Linked DNA regions of Sus scrofa: all the other regions are linked to region 1. A link is a contact called in public Hi-C and HiChIP or PLAC-seq data. All regions are on one chromosome and are shown on one strand. Each heading gives the region's core, a stretch centred on a gene start, on an enhancer-like site or on the middle of the called end of the contact. The rest is flanking DNA. Distances are from core to core; before and after follow the strand shown. Region 1 overlaps LOC110255736. Region 2 overlaps LOC110255634 (a long non-coding RNA gene). Region 3 overlaps LOC100520091 (a long non-coding RNA gene). Region 4 overlaps LOC100520091 (a long non-coding RNA gene).

What was found. Hi-C and Micro-C count contacts between places; a contact is called where the count stands out from the background. HiChIP or PLAC-seq counts read pairs in DNA pulled down with a chosen protein or histone mark.
Region 2: a Hi-C map of heart right ventricle shows a contact between it and region 1, with 1.9 times the contacts expected there. The contact joins two enhancer-like sites.
Region 3: a contact with region 1 is called in an H3K27ac HiChIP or PLAC-seq map of skeletal muscle, with 4 times the contacts expected there. The contact joins two enhancer-like sites. A contact is called at or near these places in 2 of 47 Hi-C or Micro-C datasets (embryonic fibroblasts and skeletal muscle) and 1 of 2 datasets of contacts at active chromatin or transcription factors (skeletal muscle).
Region 4: a contact with region 1 is called in a Hi-C map of skeletal muscle, with 14 times the contacts expected there. The contact joins two enhancer-like sites. A contact is called at or near these places in 4 of 47 Hi-C or Micro-C datasets (embryonic fibroblasts, psoas muscle and skeletal muscle) and 1 of 2 datasets of contacts at active chromatin or transcription factors (skeletal muscle).

What each region holds. Positions count from the first base shown.
Region 1 is chr10:11,302,002-11,305,592 of Sscrofa11.1, reverse strand. The region is part of intron 2 of LOC110255736; the gene reads left to right. Among named protein-coding and RNA genes, the nearest start is that of TRNAT-UGU, 9.6 kb to the left of the region's middle. Within about 2 kb of position 2,227, at least 27 of the 83 cell types and tissues checked have an H3K27ac peak or open chromatin away from gene starts, as enhancers often do. A contact at or near this core is called in skeletal muscle, where this site is marked.
Region 2 is chr10:10,805,631-10,809,291 of Sscrofa11.1, reverse strand. All of the region lies in intron 3 of LOC110255634 (a long non-coding RNA gene), which reads right to left. Among named protein-coding and RNA genes, the nearest start is that of DUSP10, 98 kb to the left of the region's middle. Within about 2 kb of position 1,906, at least 6 of the 83 cell types and tissues checked have an H3K27ac peak or open chromatin away from gene starts, as enhancers often do.
Region 3 is chr10:11,023,943-11,027,712 of Sscrofa11.1, reverse strand. All of the region lies in intron 2 of LOC100520091 (a long non-coding RNA gene), which reads left to right. It overlaps LOC110255581 (a long non-coding RNA gene), which reads right to left. Exons shown (of 2, transcript XR_002336123.1): 1 at 1,826-3,770. Among named protein-coding and RNA genes, the nearest start is that of DUSP10, 120 kb to the right of the region's middle. Within about 2 kb of position 1,967, at least 28 of the 83 cell types and tissues checked have an H3K27ac peak or open chromatin away from gene starts, as enhancers often do. A contact at or near this core is called in skeletal muscle, where this site is marked.
Region 4 is chr10:11,003,456-11,006,989 of Sscrofa11.1, reverse strand. All of the region lies in intron 3 of LOC100520091 (a long non-coding RNA gene), which reads left to right. Among named protein-coding and RNA genes, the nearest start is that of DUSP10, 99 kb to the right of the region's middle. Within about 2 kb of position 2,194, at least 5 of the 83 cell types and tissues checked have an H3K27ac peak or open chromatin away from gene starts, as enhancers often do. A contact at or near this core is called in skeletal muscle, where this site is marked.

The DNA.
Region 1 (3,591 bases), core at 978-3,477:
CTTTGAGAGCTTAAATAACTGACCCCAAATAAAGGCCATACAGTCAATTATTGGCCACTGAACTCAGACCCAGGCTCTTCCCTGGAGCAAAATCTCTGCCCTAACACTTTGGATTGATTTTTTTTTTCTTTCTTTTTCTTTTTTTTTAAATTCAGTCTTTTTAGGGCCGTTTTGGTGGCATATGGAAGTTCCCAGGCTAGAGGCTGAATTGGAGCTGCAGCTGCCAGCCTATGTCACAGCCACAGCACCAGGTCCAAGCTGTGTCTGCTGGATCCTTAACCCATGACCGAGGCCAGGAGTCGAACCTGCGTCCTCATGGATACTAGTCGGGTTCATTACCACTGAGCCACGAGGGGAGCTCCCTGTATTGATCCTTTTACAGAGAGGAGCTACAGTGTTTATGTCTTTAAGCTGAAATCTGGATGTATTATTTGAATAGCGCTAGCATATTCTAGAAGGGCTGTGAAGAAGCAAGACTGTTCCAGAAACGTTGGTGATCTATGGCCCCAGGATCTGGAGGTGGTGAAGAGCTAGGTTTTGGAGTCACAGGAGCCTGGTTTTAAATGGTGACTTTGCCACTACCGGCTATGTGACCTTGGCCTGTTACCTAACATCTCTGAGCCTCATTTTATCTGTAATGAAAGTGTTTCTTTCCTTAGAGAGTCAACGCAGACTGGTTTCTTGGTTGTGAAGATTACATAAGATAAACTCATAGGGCTCGTAGCATGTAATTTTTGCCTTTTATTCTATTTTATTTTCGTGTCTATTTTATTTTAGTGTATGGCTGCACCCATGGCATGTGCATGTTCCCGGGACAGGGACTGAATCCGAACCGCAGTTACAACTTACAAAGTTAAAGTGGGATCCTTTAACCCACTGCCCTGGCCAAGGGTCACACCTGTACCTCTGCAGTGACCCGAGCCGCTGTAGTCAGATCTTAACTCATTGTGCCCCAGTGGAACTCCTGATTCGTGCCTTTTAAATGGTAGCAGGAGCAGTAGTTGTTATCACTAGTAGTATTTTTATTTTTACATTTCTGTGTACCTGCCTTCTAGAAGAGTGGGTCTCAACCAGTGCTGGGTTTGGACCCCCAGGGAACATTTGGCGGGGCCTGGAGCTATTCCGATCGTCTTCATGGGGAGAGGGACGCTACTGCCACCTAGTGGGTAGAGACCAGGTTCGCTGCTGACCATTCCTAGTGTACAGGACGGAGCCCCCCCAGCCCATTCAACCCAGTGGTACCAAGATGGAGAGACCCTACTCTGGATATCTGAAAAGAATTAGGAGCTTGAAGGTCAGAACTGTTGGATGGTGTTGGGGTGATGGATTTGGTTCTTGCACTGGCAAAGAGGCACTGAGTTTAGGGGGCTGTGGGCAGTCCCACATCTACCCTCACTGCTGCAGAGGAAGTGAGTTCTTGTGGGAACCTGCATCTAATAACGCTGATGGAGTTCCCATTGTGGCTCGTGGGGTAACGAACCCGACGAGTATCTGCAAGGATGTGGGTTTGATCCCTGGCCCCACTCAGTGGGTTAAGGATCCCACGTTGCTGTGGTGGGGTGTAGGCAGGCAGCTGCAGTTCTGATCTGACCCCTAGCCTGGGAACCTCCCTATGCCGCAGGTGCGGCCCTAAAACAAAATACTAATAACCCTGAGATTCCCCCCTGCGACCTACACCACAGCTCACGCAGGAGCTGGATCCTTAACCCACGGAGGGAGGGCGGGGATTGAACCTGCATTCTCATGGATACTGGTTTTGTTAGCACAACGGAAACCCCCCACACTGAGATCTATACCCCTTAAGGGTGCTGTGAGGATAAGCCTGCCCCGAGAGCGTAGAGACGCTGGTACGAAAGGCTAAATAAAGCCAAGACGATTGCATCAGGTCCCGCGGGAGGGCTGCCTTCCTGCGCGGTGGTGTTCTGGGCACCTGGGCGTTGCATGAGCCCTCGTCTCTCATGAGCTCATCGTTTATAAATGACAGCCACCCAAGTTGGAAAGTATGACCCCCCCCTCCCCCCGGGTTGGCAAGTGGAAAACTTACTCAGCTTTCTTGCTGGAGCCTCGTGTCTTAACTTATTTATCTTAAAAATAAGACGAATATACTGCTGCAGGCAAGCTCCGTTATGTGAGAAGAGAAAAATGCGTGTAAGAAGTTCTTGAGAGCGCAAACTTTGTCAAGGTTACCGCTGTTATTTCTTTTGGTTGCGGTGGAGCAAGTGGACACTAGGTGGCGCTACGTTCTCGCGCGAGAGGAAGCTCTGCCTTGGGTGTAAGTTATCACTGTCGGTCCTGGAGCACACGCACCCCAGAGTGAAAAATATAGTAACAGGCAAGATTTAGTTCTTAAAATAAGTCAGCGGCCCAGTGAAGCAAATACAGCCATGGCAGGTACATTTTTTTGCTTCAACTGATGGAGAAGGGCATTTATTGCCTACAGGCATCTGGCTACAGATATCAAATGATAAAAACACGCAATGTAATGAAACCTCGCAGCAGGCCTGGCCTCAGGAGAGAATGGGAGGCAGCTGGGCCCAGCCATGGGCCCGGGATCTGGCACGGATGTTCTTCTGCCGTGACGGTTTCATAAATGCGCAGTTGTCCTGCAAAGACCGTTCCCATCGTCTGTTGGCTCTTCCCCGCACCTCGCCACGTCTCTGAGCCTCAGTGTTTCACCAGTTAGAATAGGGATGGCTTTCCTCGCCGGGGTCCTTGTTAGAGGGTGAGCAGAGTGACGATCACACCAAGAGAGGAAGTCGGGTTGCATGTTGTCATGGTGATGGGGCCAGACTACTCCCCAGACCCTCCGCCGGCACCCCCCCCCCCCCCCCCCCCCCGCCCCGGCCTCTAACGCCACTGCAAGGGGATTTTTGGATTTCCTGGCCCTCAGGCAAGTTCACAATCCTCTCGCCACTCTTCTCCACACTCTGTAGACTCTACTGCAAAGTGCCTCCCAGGTGGGTTTAGAAAGGGAGGTACAGGGGTAAAAGGGTGGCTTCAGGCCCAACAGTCCTGTTTTCCAGCTCTGCCACGAGCTAGCCCTTTGACCTTGGAAATGACCTTCCACCAAAGCCTTAGCGCTCTGCGCTCACCTGTAAAATATGGATGCAAAGGGCAGGGTGTTTGCCAGAGGGGCTGAACATCTCTGAATGAATGCGCACCAATCAGAACCCCAGAGGATTGCAGATCCAGCGGCCAGACGGCAGAGGGGGAGTTCCGCCCAGAGGAGGGGCCTCGGATGGAGGTGCGCCCCGCCAGTCCCACCAGTCCTTTCGTTTTGCTTGGGTCAGCCCAGCCCTGGTCCCTCCCGAGCTTTGTAAACTTTTACCATCCACTCTCTGCTCTTCCGCCGTTTTCCTCCAGGTACTGCTGGCTCCTGGATGGAGGGGCAGGGCAGGGTGGCACCTTAGGGACACCAGCTTCCTCAGTTAGTGTTCAGGGCACCTGCAAGGTTGTTTCATCCTAGGAAACGAAGATGAATCACTGGCAAGTTCTGGGCGGGGGTGGGGGGTATGGTAGAGATGGGGGGGTGTATTACCTCTCACCTCTGATGGAGCAGGGGGGTGGGAGATGCAGCAGCCCCCTGGGAGC
Region 2 (3,661 bases), core at 657-3,156, 500 kb after region 1:
GTACAGAATATGATGTTTACCCTGGTCCCTAACCTGCCAGTCTAGTGATAACGTACCACAAAAAGATAGTGAGCTACACTCTGCTTTGACTAAATCCGTACTGTTTTCTGGTGACGTCTCCCTTCCTAAGAACACATAACCCGGTCTCGAAGCCTCCTCAGGATTACTGACATGTTTGCTTGTTTACTTGTATTTTTCCACTTTGGGGAGATCATGCCTTCATTTACCCGAGACGTATTCTGCTTCTCATGTTTTCTGGAAGAAAACAGGCTGTGAGTTAGCAGTGTCATTTGCATACAGCCCTTGAGTATCCTGAGATAAAATGTGTTACAGCCACGAGACGGAAAATCACAGAGGACAGATTGTCATTTCTTATGATGTTTTTTCCTTATCCTGCTGAGTATCTGTTCTTCTTTCTTCTCTGAAAAATCATTCTCTCAGAGAATACAGGTATGTGTTAGGAATTTGAGATTTAGAGTTTATACGATAATGAAGGCAAGTGCCTCGGTCTCCTGCTTTTGGAGAGTGGAGGGGTCCATGGATTTGCAGGCACGATTCTGGCGAATATTTACTGCATGATTCTGGTGAATATTTTCTGGCAAATATTTACTGATTATCTTGTCTTCCTTCATCCCTTGACCACTTAGCATCTTTCTCCCCACTTCGTCCCTCACAAACCCTTTGCCATCTTTGGTGGTGGCTTCGTAAGATTCTCTAAAGGGTCCATGGCCCTGGACATGTTAATGGAAGAGAAATTCTCTCTCATTGGTATCCCTGGTGCTTAGCTGAATTCTGTGCACGGTGGGACAGCCGACAGATTTTGGTGGGGCACATCAATGAATACTTTAGTGCATTCTGTCTTTTCCATGAAAAGAAGCTACAGCTTTCTCATTTCTATTCATGCTTCAAGTGAGTCTTAAAGAAAAAGTGTCCCTTTCTCCCTCTGAGCTCTTTTAAGCTTTAGTTCTTTTCAGACATGATGGCTGTGAACACACTGTCCTCTTTTTTAATATAAATTCTATGGCTTTTCTGATCTCCTTATCTTCATTCATGTGCATTCACACTCATTTCTTAAATTAGAATAATTCTTCCCTGCAGTTTCCTTTGTGGCGCAGCGGTAACGCACCCAACTAGGATCCATGAGGATGCAGGTTCGATCCCTGGCCTCGCTCAGTGGGTTGAGGATCCGGCGTTGCCGTGAGCTGTGGTGTAGGTCACAGACACAGCTTGGATCCTGTGTTTCTGTGGCTGTGGTGTAGGCCGGCAGCTACAGCTCCGTTTCGACCCCTAGGCTGGGAACTTCCATATGACACGGTTGCGGCCCTAGAAAGCAAAAAAAAAAGGGGGTGGGATAATTCTTCCATGTCCCCTTTATGCACAGCTAAGCCCCCGCTGGTGGCCCTTGATGGTGTGCTACTCAGGACTCCCGTTCTGAGCATCAGGAGCATAACCACTGACAACCCACGGGCCTCTGTGCCTGCACATCCCCGCGGGGCTGGTGCAGAGGCCGTGCTTCCCACCAGCAGCTTGCAGCCAACGCCTGGCACAGTCAGGCTGCCCTGGAAATGGGGGCGTTTCTGGGCTGGGCTCCTCCAAGGGGCGGTTTCTGCTCAGGAACTGCCCGTTGACTTTACTGAGACTTTCTCAAAGCCAACCACTATCTCAGTCTACTCTAGCTCAAAGACCCCACTCCCGGGGTGGACCTGGCCCTTCCTGGTTTCTCTGGAATAATAAAGCTGTGACGGAAGGGAGGGACGGGGTCCGAGGCTTCGGCCCGGCCACCGATGGATTCCTCCCTGCCGGGTCTTCGGCTTTCCAAGTTCTCACTGGGAGAAAGTGAAACCCAAGCCACATGCCATTTCAATTACGTGAATCCTCCTGTCTTTTGGGGCCCTGGGGGGTGCTGCAGACTTTTTAGTTGCGTTTTCATCAGCAAAACGAATGATCCTGAGGACGAGCACATCTACCCCTTGCTGTTCATGTGTTTTGCCAGCCCGCCCATGATCTGCTTGGGGAAACCTGCTCGAATTTCAACAAGAAAAGAATCAGAGATGAAGGATTCTTGTGTTCCAACATGTATATCGGTTTTTAAACTTTCCTTGGATAAGAAGCTGGCTTTCTGACACGGCTACGAGGGGACCCGTCAGCAGCACGTCGGACAGACTCCATCCTGTGCTGTGTGATAAACACAGAAGCCTCAGTTCTAGAAAAGTCAGGCTCCAGCTGATGTGGCAAGTAGGATAAAAAAATAGAAGACAGGAAAAAAAAAAAAACCCAAAAAAACCCAAACCAAAAAACCAACTCCAAGCCACTTTAAAAAGGCATAAAAAATAGAAGACAGGAAAAAACAAACAAACAAAAAAACCCAAAAAAATAGATAAAAAATAGAAGACAGGAAACAAACAAACAAACAAAAAAACCCAAACCAAAAAACCAACCCCAAGCCACTTTAAAAAGGCAGCCACTTTGATTTTTCCCCATGACCTTTGAAGTGCTGATTGTTAAAGCGGAAATAATCAGAGTGCGAAAAGATGCAGAGTGGTGATAAAACAGAAAAGCCATTATAAAACATAAAAGCTACTACTGAGTAAAATCTAAGTTCAAAAAAGAGAAACTATTACAGTACTTGTTGCCATGTTTGACTTTCAAAATGCCATGGAAAGTGAAATTTCAGAGTTCCATGGTGGCACAGCAGAAACAAATCCAACTAAGAACCATGAGGTTGTGGGTTCAATTCCTGGCCTTGCTCAGTGGGTTAAGGATCTGGCATTGCCATGGCTGTGATATAGGCCAGCAGCTGTAGCTCCGATTTGACCCCTAGTCTGGGAATCTCCATGTGCCGAGGGTTTGCCCCTAAAAAGCAAAAAAAAAAAAAAAAGAAAGAGAAGTTTCCAAAATGCAGGTAATTATTATTAATCTTGCTAGTTATAAAATCAAAGTCTTTGTTATAGAGTCTACAAATTTCTGTAAAAAGTAAGCCTGCTTGGGGAGGTTTTGTAGACTAAGAAATTCTTTGAAGGCTCCTGAAATCACCCCCTTTGGAAGCCCTCCATTCCATCAAAGACCATGTTTTTGAGGTAAGTCAGGCCTTCCTCTCCAAATCCTGCATCTTTTCCGGTCCCAGAGATAAAATGCCCTTCCTCTTTCTCCTTATGGGTTTGCAGAATAGAGCCACATATACAATAAACCAACTACTTTCCCTCCCTGTAATTTCTCCCTCAATTTGTTTCCTGGAAATAAGTGGGTATAACTCGCTTTGTAGGACCTTGGAAAAATACCAAGAAAGAAGGGACAATTCAAAGCGTATGTTTTAAGATCTGCTCAGCTGGAGAAGATACCAAAGGTTTAATCTCCTCACCCAAAGACGTGCATCCCATGTGCCGCACATGATTATATAATCAGAATGACCACACATTGGTCAATGCAAAACCTGCGTGGACAGACAGGTCAGCGATTTCTGCATTTCTGCAAGGCTTCTAACATCCAGAACATGTTCACAGTCTGCAGCCTGGGCAACTGACCTTTATAGTCTTTATTGTCTTTGTGGAAAAGCAAACATCGCTTAAATTTAGTCAGGTAACAAGCGGAAGAGTCAAGAAGAAAATAATTTTGATCTCTATACGTGAGCAGAGAGTAATCCACTGTGTGTTGGGGACACAGC
Region 3 (3,770 bases), core at 718-3,217, 280 kb after region 1:
TTTGGACACTAGTCAATTTCATTTCCACTGTGCCACACGGGAACTCCAACTATAGTTTAATTAAAAAAGTTGTTTGAGGAGGTCTCTTTGTGGCTCAGTGTTTAATGAACCCGACTAGGAACCATGAGGATACGGGTTTTATCCCTGGCCTCCATCAGTGGGTTAAAGATCTGGTGCTGCCGTGAGCTGTGGTGCAGGTCACAGGCGTGGCTCGGATCCTGAGTTGCTGTCGCTGGGATGTAGGCTGGCAGCTGCAGCTCCTACTTGACCCCTAGCCCGGGAACCTCCATATGCCTTGAGTGTGGCCCTAAAAGGAGAAAAAAAAAAGTTGCCCGAGAACCGTTACATGAAGCATAAAGTAAAAAATCATTCAGCATGACATTTCCATTACAGCTGCTGCACTTCTGCAGGGACGGTCCAGCCATACTAGCACAGTTCTCAGGCTCCAAAAGACCATCACTTTCCTCATTTTGTTTCCACCGCATCCAGTACTGACACCATTGTCTTTACTGGATTCCACCCATCCTTCAAGACGCAGCTGAGGGTCTCTCGACTGCAAAGCCCTCTGGCTCTCCCGGGGCTCATCCCTCAGCTCCCCAGTGCAATGAATCCCTTCCTCCAGCACTTCCAGCATCCATCTTATTACATTATGGTTAGTGATTCAGGTCCGATGGGAGACAGACAGGAACAGGCAGGAGGCAGGATGCAGTTGACTCCATCCTCTGATGGAGAGAAATCCAGGGTATGCTCTGGCCACCCAGAGAAGGGGCCCTGTGGCCACTCTGGAGAGGCTGGGTCCTCTGAGAAGCAGGTGTGAAGACGGCGCAAGTGAGCAAGAACATTTATTAGGGACAATGCGTGTAGGAGAAAATAGGATGGGGCACCGGAAGGGGCCAAAAGGACCATCAGACACACTACAGACGCGCCCTGGACTTCAGAGCAGCACCTGCCCCCCGAGCCGGTTATGCCTCTGCAGTCAAAGGCTGCAAGGTGCACTTACACCACAGAGTGCGAGGCACTAAGTAAAAATACCTGCAGAGGCATTTTGTAAGTGATTACACACCGTAAAAATAACAGTTGTTTTCATCATAAACCTCCAGGAACTATTATCCATAGTAACATCAGAACATCTCAGAGTTAAGCAAGAGGCCAGTGGAGAGAAATTAACCAATGAAGCCACAGATGTTGGTTTTGCAATCGCGTAAGAGATGGCAGGCAACATGAAGACTTTTGTTCTCAAAAGCTCTGAGTGAATTTAGATCTTGGATTTAGCAACTGGCGAGGCTGTGAAACTCCTGTCCCTTGGGTCTTTAAGATTGTAAACAAGCAAGCAACAAGAGTGGAGTCAGTATCCGCCACGTGCTCATCAGCGTGCTGGATGCCCTGGGGACGAGGACCACGAGGGGAAGCTAGCCCTGGGGAGGAGGCCAACGGGGAGGTGAGACCAGTCTCATAGATGACAGAAAGATGGATGGACACAGCTAGACAGGTAGAGCTCTCTGATGCGGAGAGACCAACATCGCCTGCTCAGACAAAGGAAATAGAGCCTGTCCTTGACCAGGAAACCAGGCGGAACCCACCCTATGACTGTGCTATGTCACTCCTCTACTTAGGGATCAATTATTGACAAGCCTTAGAAATGACAAAGACGAAATAAAGATGAGAGTGAAATCAGTTAGATGGAATGCATGGAAATGTGCAATGAAAATATTGCCATCAGGTGGCTGAGTAGGATCTCCCTGAGGGTTCCAGATCCTGAGCCCCACCGGTCACCCAAGCTTCTAGAATAAAGTCATGCTTCACTCTGAGTTTCTGAGCCACTGACCTGAGCTTTACTCATCCCGTCCGTCCGTCCTGCGTGCTTCCCAGGTGAGGGGAGTTTCCGGGCTCCCGAGGCTATAGATGGTCTAATGGACACTCTCACCCCGGCCCTGGCCTCAGATTCCCTTTTCAGGGAGAGAGAGGCTCGGGCGGGCTGAGTCATCCCCGTGATAAACGCTGTAGTCACTCTAGGGAGGTGTCCCCAGCTGCCCCTGCTGGAGGGCACCCAAGTGAGTAATGCTGCCAGGGTCACGTGGCCCTGGAAGGGAGCTGGATCCCGCCTGTGCCAGGTCCATGCAATGAGCTTGCTTGCAACACACACACACACAGATCCTGACAGTTCCCCCAAGGGGACCGGAGGCCTGTCTGGGGGTCCTGTTGACTTAGAAACTGAACTTGCAGATGGAAGGCTTAGGAGCCAGTGGACAGACAAGAGAGGCTGACAGAAGCGAGTTCCTAGAGAAGAAAAGTCCTTGGAGGAGTGTTGCCCGGGGATCCCTGGGTGGGGATCTCCAGGGGGAGCCTGCCCCTTTCTACACAACCTCAGCACAGTGCCTGGGGCTGACACTGGCCCAGGGAAAGGGGGGGGGGTGTCAACATCTCCCAGGCTCGGGATAATCTAGCGGCTAAATGCTACCATGGGAATCTGGGTCCAGAACGCACCAGACCCCAAACTCTTCCCCCTGGCATTGGCCACAGGGGCTGGAGTTCTGGGGAGCTGCCCAGCAGATCCAGCACGATGCTTTGTGCAGTCTCACCTTAAAGGGATTTTATCCAGGCTCTTTGTCTTACTGAGAGTGAGGCTCGAATATTTGCTCCAGGCTTCATAGCGTCCTTCAGCTTGATCTTCCATGTCGTTCATTTGGGTCTCGACTGTTGACTCGAAGCTCCCACGTGCTCCTGTTCTCTTGTTTCCTCCTCCCTCCTGCTCCTCCTCTTCCTCCTCCTCCACGTCTCTCTGTTGCTCTCTCTCCCTCTCTCCTCTCCTCCTCTCCCACATGGACGTCTGTCCCCTTTAGGCACTTGGTTTCACTGGGGTCATTATCTTCCGTGGTCAGTTGGTTCGTTCTCTCTGTCTTTGCCCTCCTCAGTGTCTGTTCCGTGGCTCAGGTCCAGGGCTGGGTACCTGCAGCAGCAGCCCACCAGCAGGTTCTAGAAGATCAGAGCCTCCCCACCCCAGGGCTTGTCCTGCAACAGCTCATAGATTGTCGTTTCCAATAGGAAACCATTCTGTTTTTGATGTCAGCTGTACAGGCCAGTGCTCCCGAGACTCGGAGTAAGGAGAACACCAGCAGTGGCTTCTGAATCTGAGAAGGGCGATGCATTGGCATAATGTGTGTGTGTGTGTGTGTGTGTGTGTGTGTGTGTGTGTGTGTCTAAACTCCTTTCTTCAACAATACTTGTGTTCAGCGTATTTGTGGATAAGACACTCTCATCTATTCTGAATAACTGTCGGGGACACCAGACGACGTGGCGAAGCCCTTGCTCAGGTTACAGATGGGCAGATGGAACTCGGGACAGTGAATTGAGGCTCTCCCAGATTCTTGGTGGTCAAATATGGCCTAGAGATTCCGTCTTCTGAGCCTCCGTGACCAGGGGCCCTTCTTCTGGGTAAGATGTACAAAGGTTACAGCTGTAAATATTAAATCGGTGCATGTAGAGAGCTTGGAGACCTGGGTTCCAGATACGGCTCAGCCCTGGGGTCTAAGACATCAAATCCTTTCTCTGAGCTTCAGCTTCAAATACATAAATAAATAAATAAATAAAACCACGAGCTTCAGTATTTAAATATTTAAATACTATCCTGTCACAAGCTGTGGTTCTGTTCAGGATCCTTTTTTACGTGCATAAACACAAACACACACACCCCACTCATGTTGTTTAATCACTTCCTTGTATACACGTTAACCGTAAAGAATAACAAAGTGTCACTGGGGTGAGTTGCAGGC
Region 4 (3,534 bases), core at 945-3,444, 300 kb after region 1:
ATAGAGTAATGGCTTTTAATTGGTACTTTTAATATGTACTTGATCCTTTTTTGTCCAAGCACCATCTTGTCTGATGATTATCTCTCATGATTCTCAGATTTTAAGTTGCCTATAGCAAGAATGAGGTGCCTCCTGGAATTCTGATGAGACCAATGCTCTGGGTATGCTAGTCAGCTTCTGCTGATACTCTGCCAGCCTGGCTGATCGGGACCTGCCCCCGTGATGAGCCATGGTTCAGCAGGAGAAGGAGCCCTGGGTCAACAGGGACAGGCTCTCAGCTCAGGGAATGCAGTTATATGTGTATGAAAATTTTCCTCTAAGTCCCCTCAAGGATGATCTCAGGGGTGATATTTTGTTGCTGTAACATCTTACCCTGAAACCCTTAGATAGAAAAATAGACTGATAGATAGATAGATGATACAGAAAAGTGATAGATACGGATATAGAGATAGATGGATATAGACAGGTGTCTCTATGTATCTATGTCGCCATCTATGAATCTATGTCTGTCTGTCTGTCTGTATCTATCTATGGCCTTTGCAGTTATAATATCCATATTGTGATGAACCACGATGTCTGCAAAAAGGCAGTCCAGCTGGGTGAGTCAGCCCCAGGTGGGCTTTGCAGGCCGCAGCATCCAGAGGCTTCATCCTCCCGACCATTCATGGAATGCACTCGGTCTGGAAGTCGTTAGGAGCGCATAAGCCCAGAACGCCCTGATGTCATCTTTAAACGGTGACATGATTCCAGAGCGTAAAGCTGAACCTCACATGACTTTCCCTAACTACATGCTTATGACTGACCCCAAATTTCCAGCAGATGCACTAATCTTTTCACCCCTGCTGTGTTTGGAAGAGCCTCTGTGATGCCAAAATGCACAAATGAGCTTGACTCGGACCATTCTCAGCTGCTTACGGCAGCCTCTAGCTAACCCTTACCAGCTTATTTCTATTTGAGCCACTTTTTTGCATCGTAAATACTTATGGTATACGATTAGCTGAAAAAATACGGCACAGCATTTTATGTAGAGCAGCTCAACAACTTAAAATAGGAATGGAAATATGATGGAAATAGGTTCACTAAAATATTAAGTAGTTTTCTCTGGGTGGATTTATTTATTTTTTTGTCTTTTGTCTTTTCAGGGCCGCACCCCCAGCATAGGGAGGTTCCCAGGCTAGGGGTCTAATCAGAGCTGTAGCCGCCGGCCTATACCACAGCCACAGCAATACCAGATCCGAGCTGCATCTACAGCCTACACCACGGCTCACAGCAACACCGGATCCTTAACCCACCCAGCAAGGCCAGGGATTGAACCCACAGCCTCATGGTTCCTAGTTGGATTCATTTCCGCTGCATCAGGACGGGAACTCCTGTTTTTCAAAATATGTTTAGTACCATTTCTCTGGATTTAAAAAAAAAAAGTCTACAATGATTCTATTAATAGCATTTATATTCACAAGTCTGGGGCTATTCAACGACTTTTACATGGATCTTATGAGCACAAAATGAGATAACACAAGGAAGGCAGCTGAAGAAAAGGGGGGGGAGCATTTTTGTGTTTATGGTGCTTAATGGACTTCAGAGGAAGCAACAATAAAATTTTAACTTAAAAATTATCCGAGAACAGATTGTACCACCTCCACAGACAGGTGATAACTGCGTGCCAAGTTAACACATCCGCCTCCAGTTCTGCCTCAAACGATGACGTGAGGCCTTAGAGGGCCTCGGAGCAAAACGGCAACGTGTACCTCAGAGGTGAGGCGTGCTCGGCCTCACGCCCCTGTGTCCATCCATTCACTTCACCTTGTCCGTGTCACTCCTTGGCCCAGTAGGGACGTTTTTGGCCCATGAATGTGCCCCGTGGCCAGGCTCCCCCTCCCAGCTGGTCCAGCCCTAATGTTGGGGACTGTGCCCCCAGCACCGCGGGCAGTGCGGAGGGCCGGAGGCGGGCGAGCTCTGGGTCTTCCACTTTTCTCCACTCTGCTGTGCACGTGCGCTGAACGCCATCTCTTTGAGTGATGACATTTGTCCGGGCCAGATGCTCAGCCCCAGTCTCGCTTCCTCTTCTTTCGTGTCTCCTAAGGGGCGTAATCCAGTGTCTAAATATAAACTGTCATCTGAAAATACATACCCACTTCTGCCAGGGCTTTTATTTTTCTCCCAGATGATGTTACCAAGGCTTCTATTAATAAAGGTAAGGCCAAGTGGCCAAACATGGCTCTTCACTTCTTTCCAGGTGGAGGGAGGGGGAGCCAGGGCTCAAGGTGCCCAGACATGAGCTGCCCCCTTCTTTTCTCTGGGAAACACCACAGCAGGTGGCACTAGTACATGGGACCATGTGTGCTTGCACCTTACCGTCACACTGCAAGCAGCGTCCACCACCAGTATTGCACCTGTAGGGAAGAATATGCAAGAGGTGGACTTTGACCAAGGCGGGGTGTGCAGGAAGAGCCCCATAAACCTGGCCAGGCCCCAGCTCTCCAGCACAGCAGTTGCCTACAATTCTCACCATCCACTGCGGTACCAACTCTTCCTACTACCAGGAAGGTGCCACCACTGGAGCAATCTAATGGCCCATATGCAGCTCTGTCCTCACCCTGGCCGTGCCCCAGAGAACACACAGGGAAGAACTCGATCCTCATCCTCACTGATCTCTGCCCATACCATCCAAGAACCTCTAAATAAACCCTGCTTACTCCACTCCTAATTATAGCCATGTCGTATTGAGAGCTTACTCTGGGCCAGGCACTGCAAACATAGGACTTGTCTGAACAACACCTCTATGAGATGGTTGTTATTCTGCTTAATGGATGCAGAGACCCGGGCTCAGAGAGGTTAGATAACCAGACTCAGTCATGTATCCCAATATAGTAGAGTCTGGATTCAAACACAGACCCACTGGACTAATTCTTCTAAACCACCGTGCTTTCTTCGAATTCCAGTGGACTGATGTAGTATTTTCAAGACAATTCAATAACTACCCATCCTCCAAGGGCAAAGGAGTGGGGTCAAGGAAGGGTTACACTTCTTGGCCTCACGCTCACTCTAAGTGACCTTAGTGAGCAGGACATCAATTTGCAGTCATCCCTTCTGAAACCGAGAAAGAGCAGAGTGACACCTGAGCTGCCCTGGTGGGGATTATCCTTTCTGGGACTTGGGACATCAAGCAGGCTTCTTATAAGGGGACTCGAGGTTATGCAATTGCATCTTCTCCCAGAGTTTACAAAGGCTGAAGGAATTTGGTTCTACTATTAATAGCTCAGATGCCTCTTGCTAGAAAGGGTGACATATGTCCATCCTGAGATAACACATGACCTAGGCATGTAAATTTATGGACAGAAAGGACCCTAGCAAAGGAATCAACGACTACTGGTTCATGGACAAGGCACAAGGAGTGAGAGACCTGATGTCATCCCAAGGTTGGGACGGCAGTTTGTCGTTGCACCTCTACTGCTCAAAATGAACATCGATGAGTTCTGGAATGATCCGCAGCCTAGTTACACAGAGGGTGGGAAAGAGTGATTGCTGTGCTGA